Linked DNA regions of Anas platyrhynchos: region 1 is linked to region 2. The links are chromatin contacts, called in public Hi-C maps. All regions are on one chromosome and are shown on one strand. The core of a region is the stretch at or near the end of the contact, and the rest is flanking DNA. Distances in the headings are between cores, read along the strand shown. Region 1 overlaps MAP7 (microtubule associated protein 7). Region 2 overlaps MAP3K5 (mitogen-activated protein kinase kinase kinase 5).

The links. Hi-C and Micro-C count contacts between places; a contact is called where the count stands out from the background.
Region 1: a contact with region 2 is called in a Hi-C map of skeletal muscle, with 4 times the contacts expected there. The contact joins two enhancer-like sites. A contact is called at or near these places in 3 of 8 Hi-C or Micro-C datasets (F1 follicle, liver and skeletal muscle).

The regions. Positions count from the first base shown.
Region 1 is chr3:60,731,581-60,737,165 of IASCAAS_PekinDuck_T2T, forward strand. It overlaps MAP7 (microtubule associated protein 7), which reads left to right. Exons shown (of 18, transcript XM_027454472.3): 8 at 3,078-3,226; 9 at 5,350-5,465. Among named protein-coding and RNA genes, the nearest start is that of BCLAF1, 55 kb to the right of the region's middle. Within about 2 kb of position 3,746, at least 1 of the 8 cell types and tissues checked has an H3K27ac peak or open chromatin away from gene starts, as enhancers often do.
Region 2 is chr3:60,635,056-60,641,195 of IASCAAS_PekinDuck_T2T, forward strand. MAP3K5 (mitogen-activated protein kinase kinase kinase 5) reads left to right here. Exons shown (of 30, transcript XM_027454464.3): 25 at 526-631; 26 at 3,145-3,388. Among named protein-coding and RNA genes, the nearest start is that of MAP7, 8.8 kb to the right of the region's middle. Within about 2 kb of position 3,331, at least 1 of the 8 cell types and tissues checked has an H3K27ac peak or open chromatin away from gene starts, as enhancers often do.

The sequences.
Region 1 (5,585 bases), core at 2,496-4,995, 97 kb after region 2:
GGCAACAGTGTCATGCTGTCAGTGGCTGTTTAAGCATGCTTGCAGTGCTGTAAAGAGCGGTTTCAGCACACCCACTGCCAATGCTGTGAGCTGCTTTCTGCAAAGAAGTTGCCTTCTGCAGCAGGGCACTTCCTACAGGGAATATGTTGGACTTGTAGAGTCCAACATATGTAAAGCTAAATGTGCAGGTTTAGTGAGGTTTCAGTAATTGTAAAGTTCTGTGCCAATCCCAGAACAGCTCTTTGATATGCCACCGAGAGGAAAATTAGCACACAAAAATATGTAAATACTGCAAGGTGATAACTTAAGGCCCAGGCAAAACTGTATTTCAAAGACAACCAGGACATACTGGTTTAGTATGTATTTTAGGCACATGACAACTGCCTTTTTTCTTATCACAGGTTGTTTTATGATCACGCACTAGGGATTTTACCATAGCAGGAGTACGCTGCTGCACATGCTGAATGTTTAAGTCTAGGCAAGTCTTTCCTGTTTAATATGGGTAGATCTTTATTTTAATTAAAGGGCATAGAAGGTAAGAGGGAATAGAGATCTGCTAAGATTACTTTTAAAGAAGCTTTCACTTAAGAACTCTTATCACTAATTAGGCTGCAGTACGTTTCCATTGGGGGTAGCGCTGGAGGAGTAAAAATGTGGATGATATTCTTCAAACAGTGGAATTAACAAGCAGAAATTTCTTTTAGAGCTGCATGTCTTTTAAAGGAACAGCTTCTAAAATGAAAATTTAACGTCATCTACCAAGCAGGATATTGGAAATTCATCTCTTCACTAGAGAATAGCTGAGGAAAGTGTCTTGATTTTGTTAGTGGTTACTTAACTGAAACAAGTATGAAGACTTTTCTGTGACTGCTATTGTTTTATACTGAACAATAAGCTCTAAACTGAACAGAATATTGAGAAAGATTGCAAATAGCACAGTCATCACTTTGAGGTAACTCCCCAGAAATGCCTTGTCTACACTAACTGGAACTGTACCACCCGGAAAAATAATCCATCTTTTCATTGTTTTCCAGGTATTATTCTCTAGGAGCAATAATTGCAGTTCCTTCATGCAGGACACTTCCTGGAGATTAATGATCAGGTGGTGGTAATGGCTCACAGCTGTGCTCTGAGCACTCCACTCGTCCCAGCCTATCATTATGCCCTAGAAAATTACCCTGCCCTTTGGCTGTAAAGATGAATTACAGTGAAAAAAAAAATCAAAATCAAATTAAATGTGGATTCATAGCCTTAAAAATGAAGTTAAGTGAACTATTAGGGACATCCAGCATAAGAGTACATCTGGATCTTTTTTTTTTAAACAAAACTCCAAAACCAAAATGTTTTTTTAAATAACTCTCCAAAAGCTCCTCTCTGTATGTAATCCTGTTGGTATATCCTGATTCACTGGGAGTGTCTCATATAGCATTGTTTGGCAACCTTGCAAATGAAAATGTACTGCTTGTCTTTCAGCATTTATGATGTCATCCTCTGTGGTAACTTCAGATAATCAGCGTGCAGCAACAGAATTGATTCACAGAGGGTGAAAAATGCATAAATTATAAGCTGTTTAAGTATATGTTTTGCCACTGCCTCCTGTCTGGTTAGATATGCTCAACTGAAAAAAAAAAAAAAAAAAGGTGTTTTCTTGTTTTTCAATTTTTACAAGTCAGTCACCTTTTAATACCTCATTAAACGTAAATCCCTATAAATAAGGCAAGCATGAGTGCCCTTTATAACATTTACATGAGACTTCCTTTATTCATAACGTTAATCTCTCAGTGTGGGAGAATTTGCAGAGTTAGGACTGTTAAGTCCATGAAGTACTGTTAAGTCCGTGAGCTGTAACAGCAGCTGTACTGCAGTAAGACTGGAAGAAATAACTGTGTAGAACTGTGTGTTCTTTCAAGTGTGCTCAGAGGGATCTAAAGGCAAGAAATGTTTTCTATTTAGGAAAATGAGGATGTCATTTTTTAATTATTTCTTTTTAAGGGGTAGAGAAGCTATCCTATAGAAGCTCTACTCTTTTCCTTCAAGTAATGTTCCGAATAATAATTATGCTAAGACTATACTAAATGACCAGGAGAGAGACAATCAGAAACAGACAAATAAAACTCTGCAGCGGTAATATAATTTTCAGGTAAATCAAGAAAAAGTCTGAGAATACCTCACTGCAAGTTTCCAATGATGCATCTTGCAGTGTCACATTTCTCTTTGAGACTGCCATCAGAACACCATACACCTAATAATTTGCCATTGGCAAGAGATCTATTGGTAATAGTCTTTGTCCTTGTGCAAACCAAAGAAAACTGCCTTCCTGGTTATTCTTTCAAGTATTTATTTCCAAGCTGATTTATTGTCTTCGGTCTGCTTTTTGTAACATGTAAAGTACTTTGCTGTCAAGAATGTGTTCAAGATGGCTGTTATTGTACCATTATCAAGAAATATTAAAAGTTCTTTTCTAGGCTTCAGATATTCTTTAAAAGGGATTTTTTAAAAAAACACATCGCTTGTTAAAACTTGTAGAAAACAATCAATATCACTGATTTCCCAGATGAAACTGTTTTCTCTTAGTGTGTTTTGATCTTTGTGTGTCTCCTTTTATTTTCCTCTACTTCCAAGGCCAATTAATAGGAATTCAATTTTAGTTTGATTGTTTTTTATTCCCAATGTAGTTGAAATTCATGTCAATGCATATACTAAGCTAATCAATTTCAGACAGGCTGTTTTGTCCAATGCTTTTTCAGAACAACCAGCTGTGTAAAAGCGTAACAGAAAAATATTTTCCACTACCCAGTTATGTGACATACATCTTAATTTATTTAAAAGATATTATTGGTTTACAAATGGAAAAGTACATGAGTACATACTAGAATTGTGTCATTACTATACACATGGCTAAGCTAAGGTATCAAGTTATGGTTCTGATTTGAGAATTAGTCATTCCTCTATTTATTAATACCTTCTTTCTTTTCTCTTTCTCTATTGTTTCTTTTCCTGCTGGCTTTCCTCTGTCAATTCTCCACTGCTGCTCTCTAATTAAAATTAATAATTAACAAAAACAACCAACACCGTAGTTATCCCCATTTGTCCCCGTTCAGCATCTTGCAGCCCCATCAGCCCTCTGTCCTACAAGAGCATGAGCTGTAGGAATGCAGCAGACCGAGCAAAACTTTTTGCCTCTACTGATGCTATTGGACGCAGGAGGACACCACATCTTGCAGGGGTAAGCATGCCGGTTGTATGTAAGTTGGTGTCTCAAGCCGTAACCACCTGATTGAATTGCTTGCTGGAATAGGAATAGTTATGAATCTGATACTCAACTCTGCAGGCCCCCACAGCCCCCAGTTTGTTCCATTGTTGGTTGGATTTTAACTGTGTATATTACATTATCTGGTGACATAGCCTGATAACACACTAAAGAATCTGCTTGGAAAAAACACCCATGTTTGTAGAGCAGGTACCTCAGCTTCTGATGAGGCACAGAGGCTGCCACGCAGAGTTGTCCTTTTCACTTGTGGATTCTCTGATTTTAAGACCCAAGGTGGTGTTGCAACTTTCCCCGGACAGGAATCTTTTCCCCAGCCACCTGTTTTCACCTGTTATACAGGCAGACCAAATTCATATTGACTGCACTCCAAGCCAACAGGATGCAGTCAGTTTCATTTAAAATACCATTTTCTGAACCTAGGTAGTTATAATTTTTCTTGTACTCTGCAGCCTGAGTTTTAGAGTATGATAAGTGTGAAGTCATCTCTGCAAATGATTTGTGTAAGCAGAGCTTCTGTTTTCATTTGGTCTGATGGGCAAAACAGCAGGAGGCAGTGCTGCTATTAATATCTTTGTTGGAAGCAGTGTTAGATGAAAGTAGCATGAATCATAGCCAGTATTAATCTTTGAGGCAGATGACAGTCTATTGAAGTCAAGGCTGAGGCATAGCTTTGGGGTATATGTGTAGAGAAACCTCACACTATGTGAAGAGAACATTGTAAGCTCCAGGGCTATCAGTTTGGCACCTCTCAGGTCTTTCTCATCGTTTTGTTTTTAAATTAAAAAGAAGGAAGTTTGATATGTTTTGGTGAAGGAGATGATGTAAGAATAACGTTAATACCGAATGACAGAGTTAAGAGCTATTTTCAGTAGCTTGCATGTTATGGAGAACCTTTTATTTTATCGGTAAACTTATGTAGGAATTCAGGTTTTTGGCTTTATTGAGAATAAATCTGCTGATGCTGTGTTTTCGGGACCAATGAGGTAGATCCTATTTAGACAGTTTTTGCTAGTGAGTCAAAATTATTTTTCATTTTAATTCATTTATTCTGGCTCTGTACGCTCAGATGACTTGGGTGATTATCATCATATTAATCAGTACAACTCTAGTAAATGATATTGGCAAATAGCTGGCTAATTACTCTCAAGTAACAACTTCTGGATTGAAGGACCACCTGTTGCTAATATTAAGTGATGTTTCTGGCAATTTAAAATAACTAATTGTATCCATAACATAAAAAACAAACAAACAAACGAAAAAAAACACTCTTGGACTTATGAAAATAAACCAAAGGTTTATGTGCTCATGAAGTTGTTTTCCGTCATTCTTTTGCAGTTGTTAAACTGATTTTCATTTCAGGAGAGAGAATTGTTACAGAGCTCTTAACTAGTGCTGCATGCTGCAACTCCAAACATGTTTATTTGTTTTTAAACATCGAACTACGATCTTTCGTAGTTCTCATCATGAGATAAAAAATAAGGAATGAAAATGATGAAATCACTACGATACATAAAAACCAATGGGAAAAAAAAAAAAAAAAGGTGCTGGCAAATCATCCAAGAAAAAAGAGAATAGGATAACTGTTGTACCATATTTCAGGGCTGCAGGGCATCTGTGGTGTTGATGCATAACCATGAAAACAAAAAGCCTGTGCTGTATAGGGACTGCAACTAAGTGGGAGTCTGGGGAGTGGTTTGTTTTTTGTTTGTTTTTTTTTTTGAAATCCGGTCTTTATGACAAATAAGACTTAAGAAGCAGAGGAAGACACTGTGTGGCAAACAGCATAGATCAAAATTTAGAAGGTAACTTTTTGCCTCTGTAAAAATTAGTGCCTTATGTGTAAAGACAGTAGAGTGCATAATTAAGAAGGATTCTTGTTGTCGATTGCATATTTACTGACAGACAGCGTCAGACTATGGAAGCTTATTAATGAACTTGTCAAACAGGCTGTAGAAACTTCTGACTCAGCACTACTTTTTCTCAGCCCCCTAACCCCTCATCCTTAACTGAGTTTGCTTTGCTTTCTTTAGCCATGTGAACTCTGGCTTGACTTTGTCTTTTTGTTTGCTGAACTATAGACTGACAAAAAAGAAAAGGAGAGAGACCATTTGTCATCTACCTTCTCAGCCAGCTTTAAAGGAGGTCATTTTTCTTCCAACCCCAAAACTAGATCACCAGCTCCCTCTCCAGTTTGGTAAGCCAAGTACATGCTTAGCTGGAGGTTGAGCTATAGGCAGCTCTAATTGTTGTATTAATTACATGTTAGTCTCCACCGGAAAATCAATGCAAACTTATTTGGTGGTATAGATTTTTT
Region 2 (6,140 bases), core at 2,081-4,580:
GAAATGAAATCCCCTGGTTATCTAAATTATTTTCTGAATCAAGGGGGAAAAGCATTACATTTGTTCTTTGGTATTTCCTACAATTATCCTTTAAAATAGTGAAGTATTGCTCAGAGTGAACAGTGAAAACCATAACGAAAAAGTAACAAGGTTAATTAGCTTAAGCTGTGAGACTTTCATAATATGGTCCTTGGTCTTTGTCATGGACTTGAATTTTTTTTACAGTTTCAGTCCATGACTGCGAAGGTTAAATAAACTTTGGTATTAGTCATCAAAAATCACCTAACACAGGAACTGGTATTTTATTTAGGAAAAAAAAAAAAGCGCAAAATATTGTCTGACATACAGCATTGCTAACATCCACTATTTTATGAACATTTTCTGCATTTAATGTAAACACGAAATAGTTTAAATCAGCTGTTTGATACAGCATCTTTAAGTTCAAACACTTTACACAGTTCTGATGTAAATTACAGTTTCAGATTGTTGAGAATGTAATCTCTGAATTGAATTCTCTGTTTCTAGGTAAATAAAGTTCTCCGAAATCATAACATCAAGCCACATTGGATGTTTGCATTGGACAGCATAATTAGAAAAGCCGTGCAGACAGCTATTACCATTCTGGTCCCAGGTGAGTTGTTTCTTACTACTCGGCAAGTATGAATTACCTATCTCCTTAAATGTGCTTTAAAGCTGCAATTATGATGCTTCACTTAAGAATTTGAAACCAGCAGTGAGATTTTCCTGTTCACCATCTGTTTTGCAACTTAAACACTGATAAGCATGTTGTCCAAGTTATTTTGGAAAGTTATCCTTTCCAAGATGTGTCCTCTAAACAGTTCTGCAACCCAGTGAGCAGCAGCAGACAAAGGTACTCTGGGGCCTTATTTTATTTAGGTGCACAGTAGCACAGTACTGCCTCTTGAAATCCGAAGGATGGACAACTTGCCCAGCACATACCACTTTTCAGAAGGTGTTTTACAAAGCGCAGGTTAAGGGCATGCTATTTTAAATACTCAAAAATCTCTCTGTCTCCTCATCAGAAGTTGTCTAAAGAAAATAATAGATCAAAACCTGTAGACTGAATATTGTATTTTGAATTTTGTTGAGGTAGAATGAGGTTAGCTGAGGGGAGAATTCTGTATAGAAGAAATGTAAACCATTCTGTTATTGTTTGCCTATTTGCAGAGTTCATTTCTTTGCTGCATCTTAATTTCTAATGTTGTGATTTTTATTCCCTAGCACTGGAATTAGTGGTGAAATTTTCAAATCTGTGGTTTAATGCTCTAAGTCTGGAGTCAAAAATACTTCAGTTTCTGTTTTCTGCAATGGGTTAAAGACTGAAATTGTCAACAAGGGAATCTATAGATTCCAACATAAGTTACAGCTCTTCCTGTTCTGCTTATTTTCCATATTCCCAGTACAACCAGCGAAGCATAAAGGGTTTCTGTGAGACTTTTAAGTCATTAGGGAAAATCTTGCTTTTGATTAGAACACCGAATATCATATAAAACATGTACTTTTTTGCTGTATAATAGGAGCACTGCAGAATTTCTCCTTGCTGAGCTCTTATCCCCATGCAGCCAAGTATCAGCATTATTGGTATCAGGTCAATCTTAAAATTCCCAGTGCCCCAGTAGCTTTCAGGTGACGATCATCCACCTCTTCCCTAATTGTATTACCATACTTCTGACTGCTTCCCCTTGCTTGTCTGATCTCTTCTTTGTGGTTTTTCTTCCATGGATGATGTGAAGATTAGTCTCTGGGTTTAAGACTTTTAAAAATTGTGGGGTACTTTTGGAGTAGTAAGAAACAGATGTCCTATACTTACACTTACTGGTGCTTGCTCTACAATGGCAAAATTAACTTCAGTTCCTAGTAGTGTGATATAAAAATTAAAAACATACATAGATGTATTTGCCTAGGATAAAAATTATATTCATGGAACAGCTATATAATAAATCTGCTTTCTCTTATGAAGAGATGATTAGAATCAAGGCATGAATACCCCTTTTGAAAAGAAGAGAAATTTGCTTGTTAGTTCTTGAGCAGAAAGGAAAGGACAAAAAACTATGAAACAAATGTGATTTTTTTAAAAAAAGTATGTTTTGATGAGGAAACTAAAGGGAGTGTTTTAAGGAGCCACAATTGAAGGAAGGAAGGAGGATTTATATTAAAGGGTTAGAATTAACAAACAGATGTTGTTGCAATAATAAATTTTGTAGGAATATAAGACCTTGTGTGCACATCTGCCATAGCTGGTAAACTCTCGTAGGTAGTTCTAACAAAGAATAAGAGAAAACAGAGTATGCGTGTAGCTTTGTGTCCATGGTTTTGTGGATGTACATCACTACACAATAGGTAGTGTTCTCTCTGATAATTGGGGGGAGGAAGTGTGCCACCTTCATTGCTGGGAAAGAGGTCTGTTTATTTCCTCTGTGTATTTGGATACTTTTTTTTTTTTTTTTTTTTTTTTGTAAGCATGATATTCCTCTAATGAGAGGCTGCTAAATATGCCAAAACAGCAACAACAGGAATAGCTGGATATAATAAATAATGATTATTTATTTAATAAAACAACTAAGGTCAGACACATGAGAAATAGCACACCACTGAGAATAGAGTAAAACAAGAGTACCTGTGGTGCTGCATGGACCTTAGTACCAGAAAACAGATTTTTTTCCAAGGTAATCCTCAAATCTAAAGCTTTCAAACTCATGGTCAGCTGCAGTTATTATTTGAAAGACATAACAGCTGTTCTTGATAGCTATAACATAAGTCTAATGCAGTAATGTGGCATAAATACATGTTATTAATAGAAATATTTGTAAGGTAGTTCTGTTCTCAACTACCATATGTAGTAGTAGCCATTCACCAAAAATAAGAGAATAGCAGTAAATTTCCCATGCAATTCAGCAAGTCCTCAATCAATCCTGCACTAGACAACAGACAGCATTCATACTGCAAGTTCTGATCAAATGCAGTATTCTTTGCTCTGTGTGACCTTACATTGGGTGAATAACAATATTAATATCATAATAATAATTGAAAACTTTAGGATGATCCCTAGATAGTCACTTAGGTGTGCTCTTGCTTTAATGTTTATCTTTCCTGTTTTTTCCTTAATTTTAATGTTTCTAACAGAATTGAGGCCACATTTTAGTCTTGCATCGGAAAGTGATGCAGCAGATCAAGATGATATAGAAGTTGAAGAAGATCAAGACGACCAGCCCCAGAATCAAACTATCCAACAGCCTTGCATTGTCATGGAAGATGCAATAGCTACCTCAGGTGTGAGCACACTCAGCTCTACGGTATCCCATGACTCCCAGGCTGCTCACAGGACGCTGAGTGTCCAGCTGGGCAGGCTAAAATTAGAGACTAACAGGTAAGTCTGGACATCAGGAGACACTAACCTACTTGAGACTACATATCGTTTTGCTTTTGAAATACATATGCTAGAATAGTAGCAATGGTATCAATTCCATAGCACTGCAACTCATTTCTTTAAATGATGGCCATTGTACATGACCAGTCACAACTACACATTAGCTTTATTAATTTCAGAATCATAGTGATGGAAGTTGAAGTCAAGTCAGTCTCGATTTCAGGTGCCCTTTCAAGGAAGGTCTGGAAAAACTGAGCTTGCTGCCAAGTTTCTGCTTTTTCTCTCCTTCACATGCTGTATATGGCTGATGAATGGTGTTATGTTTTGTTTCCATTATGGCAGAACTCACTGTTCTTTTCTGTAGTTATTCTCGGAGAACAAACACAAGCTAGTCAACAGCCGCACACGAACTGAACAAGGAAATTTTGAGATGTTTTGTGTGCAGAATTCACTGCAGCAGGATCTGTGTTTACAAGCAAGCGTTACATTTTTCTTTGAAAACCAAACACCAATCTGTTCATCAAAGAAAAATCAAAAAATGTGTGTTTTAAAGTAAGTGATCCAGAAACTGGATATTTCAGAAATATAAATATTCTACTTTCAGGTAGAATGGATTTTTATTTTCTTAAATAAAAACAGATACGATTCCCATTATTTTATCCAAATTATAATTTTATAAATAATTGTTTTTTCATTAAAATATACCAGATAGTCTGCTTAGAGCAAATATTTTAGCCTCTGCAGCACCTGACTTAGGACACTGCATTTCTCACTGACCTCGGTAAATTTTGAGTATGACCTTGATGGGAGAACATATCTTCAATAACACAGTTGCTATGCTTATGTGCTGCCAGCACATTCTGCGTACTTATTGACCCAATTTGAATTGAAATGCTAAATTGCAGTTTACTTTTAAATGTGTCCAGAAACTTTGCCATAGAGTACTACGCTATATATACTATTTTTAATAGAGTATGAGTATTTTTGAATTCTCACCTTACAATTCATTTTTTAGTTTTCGATGACCACAGAAATAGTTTACCTTACTGATATATTCAAAACCAACATCAAAAAAATTGCTTGGATTGCTTCACTTTTCCCAGCATAGACTTGGGAAGTAATAGCATCAGAAGTGATCCATTTGTAGAAGTATTGTTACCTAACACCTTGCTTTTGTAAATCTCCTAAATGCAAAGCCTTTGACCAAATAATCACATCCTGTCATTCACACAGAAATCTTGAGGTAAATAATATGGGCAGTTGTTTAGTTTAAGTATTAATTAAAGCTTTATTGGCAGAAGCAGCAAGTAGTTACCAAGAGAAAATGGCTGATTATTTTTATTGGCCCCATAGGCCTTTTTCAACCAGAATGGGTAGAGGAGGAATAAATTAACTGGAAGTCGGCTTCACTCCTCTCTGCAGAATATTAAACTGCTTTGTGACTAACCAAGCTGTGGGTGTGTGTAGAGAGAGACGGAGCAGCGCTGTTCACGTGCAGGGTAGATTTTTCAACAATTGTTAACTCAGGCGTGGAAGTACTCAAATGCAGCGATGCTGCTGGTAGGCCTGTGTGCCCCTCATATCCTTAAAAGTAGCAATAAATGCTTTTACAAAGTGATTACGTCAGAAACAGTTTTTCTGTGCAAAGCCAGGGTGGGGTACTTCTGTAGTCCATTCTCCAGCTGAATTCCAAAATGTCCCTATCTTTCAGTGTCCTAAAAGATGCATTGCTTAACAAACTTAAAAGAATATGGCACTGAAACAAACAAACAAAAAATAAGTACTGAACTGGAACAGTTTATGCATAGTTCTCAGACTGACAGACTTCAAGGAAGGGATGAAGATGTGATTCTTTCAAGGCAGAACTTTATAATACTGGAAAGTCGTAGGTTTATGAGCTATAACAAGCACATATGTTATCAAGGTCGAATTTCTTTAACCAATTTTCTAAGCCCATTTTGTTCACAATTCCTCCTTTATACTAAAAAAAAAAAAAAAAAAAAAAAAGAAAAACCTTTTCTAAAATAACAAATTACTACAGTCAGTTTCACATACAAATTTACAAATTTTCTGTTGTATTCTGATTATTTTCCTTTGATCAACTTGGTGTTGGCCGCTGAATCTCTGTTCTTTTTTCTCTGGATTTGTGTTACGAAGGAAGTCAAAAATGGGTTCCAGTTTGTTTCTGTTTTCTCAAAAGTAATGCTTAGGAGAGGACAAAATGTATTTTCCCTCGTCTTCTCTTATTCTTCATATAGTATAGGGGGGTAGGTACAAGCCTTCTAGTATGTGAGGAAGGGACAGTCCTTGTGTGGATTGCAATGTGTCTTCCCCATTTAAGAAATGGAACCATAAGTTTTTGCCACACTTTCATCATATCTGCATCCTTGCTGTACTTTGTAAAATGTGTGCAGGAGAGATGCGAGTTGGCCTTTTGCCTTCCATGGGGTGGTGTGACAAAGTTTAGCCCTTGGCTCATGAAACGCTTTGGTAACTGAGAAGAACAAACGTACATTTTTGTTTAAAGCTGACTACTAGCTGTAGAAATTTTACTGAAATTTTCTACCATACCACCTGTTCAGTGGGTGTATGTGTATATGGAGACAAGGTACTTATTTTTTGTTGTTTGAAGAGCTCTAGTTTTAGAAATTAGACCAGTGGATGTTTATAACTGCATGTATGTTATGTTATAATAAACCTATAGAGACAGGATGTTTCTGTGAAGAAATGAAGAATTCTGTCCTTGTCTCTG